Regions from separate parts of the Salmo salar genome. Here region 1 is linked to region 2. A link is a contact called in public Hi-C data. All regions are on one chromosome and are shown on one strand. The core of a region is the stretch at or near the end of the contact, and the rest is flanking DNA. Distances in the headings are between cores, read along the strand shown. Region 1 holds the start of LOC106583274. Region 2 holds the start of LOC106583276 (SAP domain-containing ribonucleoprotein).

What was found. Hi-C and Micro-C count contacts between places; a contact is called where the count stands out from the background.
Region 1: a Hi-C map of gill shows a contact between it and region 2, with 5 times the contacts expected there. The contact joins the promoter of LOC106583274 here to the promoter of LOC106583276 in region 2. A contact is called at or near these places in 2 of 3 Hi-C or Micro-C datasets (gill and muscle).

What each region holds. Positions count from the first base shown.
Region 1 is chrssa22:34,443,493-34,446,192 of Ssal_v3.1, reverse strand. LOC106583274 reads right to left here and starts at 1,332. Exons shown (of 6, transcript XM_014167238.2): 1 at 1,067-1,332. The coding sequence starts at 1,165.
Region 2 is chrssa22:34,314,130-34,316,829 of Ssal_v3.1, reverse strand. LOC106583276 (SAP domain-containing ribonucleoprotein) reads right to left here and starts at 1,318. Exons shown (of 11, transcript XM_014167245.2): 1 at 1,213-1,318; 2 at 220-319. The coding sequence starts at 1,311. cdk2 (cyclin dependent kinase 2) reads right to left here. Exons shown (of 7, transcript NM_001141734.1): 7 at 1,889-2,675. The coding sequence ends at 2,571.

The sequences.
Region 1 (2,700 bases), core at 83-2,582, 130 kb before region 2:
AGCATGTTGTGTCTCAACCAATGGCAGGCACAACAAACTCAAATGATGTGAAATAGGGTCTAAGCTACAACATATGTGAATATGAAAACAATCAGAAATCAGTTTTTAGATAATTGACATTAAAGGTTTAAAATTAAAAAAAAATCAATAAATAATAAAATAGTTTGAAAACATTTATATCAAACTCAACCATTATCTTTTCCAGTAATGAAGACATGGATGTCTATGGTATGGAGGGGTATGCAAAATGGGTCAACTTTGAGCACATTTATTTCGTGAATGTTTTGTCATTCAGGTCCAAAAAGCGACTTTCTAACCACTTCCATGGACAGACATGTATGGAATGTTTTGTTTAAATCAAAAGGGATGCTGTCAAAAAAGTGATTGAATTAAAATGGATTTTGCCTACCCTTAGGCTACATATCAACACAATTTGGCAAACCTCTAGGTCCAGTTCTCATGGACTGTAAGTTTACTGTACCAATGATTAAAAAAAAAACTTATGATGAACCACTGATGACTGAATTCTAACTACATTAGTCATGCAATGTCAATGTGTCATCCCTATTCTATGCATACTGTAACGAAGTAGCCATTCTGTTTCACTTGTGCCCTAACGGGAGACACTAAGGTTAGTCAGAGATTAGAAGCCATTTCTCTGGTGTTTTAACTAACTAGCTAAACGTAAAGCCATTTGAAGGCAATTCAGTTGTTGGTAGGCTGGCTACAATGTAACACTGCTCGAAAGGAAGTCATTGTAACAATGTTAACGTTTTCCGTCAGTGACCTTGAAACAATGTAAAACCGCATGCTACAGTAACATTGGGGTGAGAGTCTAAATGAAAATCAGTAGGCTACACAAGAGTAAAAAAACAAAGTAAACATCTTAAAAATATAAAACACATGCAGTGGCTTACTGTAACGCTCGAGGATGAATCTTGTCGACTGTAGCCTAGTAATGTCAAATTAGACTCTATAAAAGTAGATAATAGCCTACAGATAATAGACTGCATGACTCTTGTAAATGTCGCAATATACAATCGCGACGTGATTGCTCGACGCTCACCTCTTTGATAATGTTGCGAAGTGACTCGTCCTCACTCACTCCCCGAGAAAGCGTCCTTTTTATCGGCGACCCGATTCTTTCCAAAGTCCCGGAATGCATTTTTATAGTAACCTACGATACACAAAAAATAAAAATCATTTTCTTAAGAACTAGATGACATGAGTACTGTAGTCAACGAGTAATGTTTTGTTTTGTGCGGATGAAGGGATCGCGACAGAATGAACTGACGCCCAGATTGTGGGCGGAATGTTTTTTTCTCTGGGTTGCCTCCCAATGACGTACATAAACCTTGGATTGCTGTTCCCCACAGTATGTTTTGGACACAGAGGCTATGAAACCTATGGTCGGCTGTATTGGCACTCCTCAGAAAAGCAGTCTTCCATAGAAATGAATGGAATTCTACAGTATTTCATTTTAATGTTTCAAGGACAAAATTACATGTATGCAAGTATTTTTGTTGTTGTAGTGGAGACAGTAAAATTATACTTGAAGGAAAATGTTTCATATTTGTTTAATGTTTAGCTCACATAATATCATTTATAAGTATGCATTAAGGTGTCTGTAATATAATAAACATGGCAAAAACAAATGTAGACATTAGTAAATTAATTTCTATAGCTTCCAAATGTTATATTTAACTAGGCAAGTCAGTTAAGAACAAATTCTTATTTACAATGACGGCCTATCCTGGCCAAACCCTAACAACACTGGGCCAATTGTGCACCGCCCTATGGCACTCCCACAGCCAGTTGTGATACAGCCTGGAATTGAACCAGGGTCTGTAGTGACACCTCTAGCACTGCCTTAGACCGCTGCGCCACTCGGGAGCCCAAGGTTTTACAATGGTGGGGAGGTGGAACATATTAAGAGTGAATATGGAGTGCTGCATCAGGAAATTGAACATGACGAGAGTGAGGATGAATTCACTGCGGTGGCAGGTGTGGTGAAGAACACAGAGTTTGAGCCTTGTCCTGATGGTGACAAAGATGTTCTTTGCCCAGTGGGAGTGAGATTTTTTTGGAGAGAATGGATGCTTGCCTTCTGGCTGATCCATATGTGATGTCAGGTTAGGTGGAGAAGAGGTTGGGAAATGTTGGGTAGGTGAAAGTGACTCGAGGTGGAATCGTGTTGTTTTTTTGTGTTTCTGTCATCCAGAGGGAGTGTCCACTCCGCACCATGCGACTGGGGACAAGAACTGTGACTTGCTTTCCTCTCCGGAGCAGGGCCCCGTTGAAAGGAGTGATAACTGGAGTGGCGTTAAGTGTTGAGGAGGGTCAACTGAAGTTGAAGATTCCAGGTGTCTGTGATGCCCGCCGTTTGGTGTGACGCAGACCCGGTGGAGAGCGTGGTGAAACAGAGAAGATACTGTCGAGTTTTGATGCAGAGTTTTTACCAGATAAAGTCAAGTTAAGATGTGTCAGTTATCCCGTGAAAGCTTTTTCCCCGAACCTATTACGGTGTTTTAGGTGTCAAGTTTATGGTCATGTGGCAGCAGTGTGTAGGAGGGTGATTCGTAGATGTGAGAAGTGTGCAGGAGGACATGAGAAAAAGGAATGTGTAGTATCGGTAGAAAAAGTGCTGTGTGTAAACTGAAGGGGTACCCATGGTGCTGAGGATCAGAGGTGTCCAGTGAG
Region 2 (2,700 bases), core at 69-2,568:
GAAAGTCAGGGGGTGTGAATACACTGTACATTATCAAACTAAGATTCAGTTATTGTAAAAATCAAGACAATTCATGATACCATCCATGTCAACATTCACAGGGCTGGGAAACATTATGCATTCGCACAAGGAAAAAAAAAACATACACATTTAAATTGTACACTCAGCACTATTAAGAAATTAGTGAGTGTTAATGCAAGAAAGTCAAGTCCACCATACCATGCTCCTCAAGGTATGCCTGCAACCGTCCAATAAGGTCACCTTTGTTTCCTTTCACCTCCAATCCCCTCACAGCACACTCCTGCTTGAGCTCAGCCAACTGAAGGTGAAGTTAGGGTCAACAAATGTATAACACTTTGTTAGTGGAGAGGGTATGCATATAATACAGTAGCAAATTAACATTGATTAAATGTATATATTTTTTTAAAGGTAAACTACAACCAACGAACCAAATCAGTGCTATAATAAGGCACATGGCTACCACATGAGTAAACCATTTTGGCACACAACTCAATGCAGCAATTTGACAACAGACCAAGCTAGGCCTACAGTACAGATAGTGAAATGTACAATAACTTGCCTTATACGGTGTTACAGGGGCAGACAATAATAATGTCAATAACTGCTAGCTATCCAACCAATAATAACGAGCTCAATAAAAGTAAGCTAGCTGGCTATAGAGCAAACATTGCACACTAACGTTAGCTAGCGAACGTATTAATTTGTAAGGTAGAATGTATTTAGCTAGCTAAATTAATTAGTTCAGATAGCTGTTAAACTGACGACGTGCTGTGTTTTACAGTAACGTAAGCCTACTAACGTTAATATGTGCTTATGTCTAGATGGGATAGTTTTTTTACTTTAAAAAACGTTGTTTTTAGGCCCTTTAGTTAGCTAACCCTAAACATTTTCCTAACCTTAATCGAATTCTCATAGCCTGTTGCGTAAATTCTCCTAAACCTTCTACGAAAAGTAACTTTGACAAAATATATATCTCGTTAACTACTGAAACTAGTTAGCGCATCAGCCGATAACTTTTAGCTAGCTTCCATTTGCATGCATATCACACTGCATTACTACCACACAACTACATTAGCTAGTGTTGTAAACCGTAAAATGAGCATATTTTCAATCACTTGTCAATTTTACATAAAGTTAGATTATGAATAATTCCGTATACATTGAATTGTATTCCGTTTTTTGTTTTCTCACCTTCAATTTATGGATTTCAACAACGTCGGCCATCTTGTTTGTATCGGGTAAGAGCGGAAATGCGTAATAAAACGACCGATGATTGGCTGTACGCAGCATGTCTACTCTCGTGTGAAACGGTATAAATGCTGAAAAAGTTCAGTGGTGCTGCCATCTGCCGATACTTTACTAGATTTTAATAAATCAAAATGTAATTCCCTCAGCAACTAAGTGATTCATATACTACAAAATATAAACTCAACATAAAACAATTTCAAAGATTTTACTGAGTTAGTTCATACAAGGAAATTAGTCAATTGAAATAAATTCGTTAGGCCCTAATCTATGGACTTCACTTGGCTGGGGGCTGCTGAGAGGAAAATGGCTCATAATAATGGCCGGACGGGAGCTAATGGAATGGCATCAAACACCTGGAAACAACGCGTTTGATGTAATTGATACCATTCCACTGACTGCGCTCCAGTCATTACCACAAGCCCATTCTCCCCAATTAAGGTGCCACCAACCTCCTGTGCTGGGCAGGGCTGCAGCCATGGGGAGTGGGGAGCCAGCCATTCAGAGTTAGTTTTTCCCCACAAAAGGGGCTTTGGCAAAGGAGAAATTCTGACTAACAGGGATAAACACATTTGTGCACAAAAATCTGAGAAATAAGCTTTTTGTGCATATGGAACATTTCTGGGATTTTTTGTATTTATTTCAGCTCAAGACATGGGATCAACACTACATGTTGCGATTGTTCAAAGACAATTTACTTGTAACTAACCCTCCTTTTGTTTGTGGCTATACTATAGAACTTCCTATGTCAAGCATTGATGAAAAATCTTCAAAATAACAGACCATATGTTTCATATTGTCACACAATGTTAACCTAAGTCAATTGCAGAGCTTGCCAAAAGTTGGCACAGGATTGTGAATGTTAACCACATATAGTACCTGTAAATATACAAAATTGCATGAATTGAAAAGACAATAGAAGAATTGGAACAAGTTTATCTTTATGTATAATCATTAAACATTTATAAAATTGGCATAACAAGTTTGATAAAATCTAAACAGAACCCATTCAATACAAATTGAACGCTGAAACAATTGTGGAGTTTTCCAATCCATTCTCCACTACATAACAAGCACTCATAGCTGTAGAAGAAAAGAAAAAAAACTCACAGGACATCTAATTTATAAAACGCTGGTTTTAGCTGCTGGAATGATATTTGGAATGGCACCCATATTTCCCTGTGATCTCTCCCATCTTCTGGACTGTACTATTCAGGTGTGGATAAGAGCTGGGGCAGTCCTTATGCTCAGAGGTCTCATGGAAAGACCCTGCGCTATGTATTGTCCCTGTCAGTCTGCATGTCTCACAGTCGTAGGTGTGGCATTGGCATGGTGACGTCACGGAAGAACCGATGGACGAGGGCATTTTTAGCAGATATCCTCTTGTTTGGGTCATAGGCCAGCATTTGCTGGAAGAATAAGAAAATGTCATAA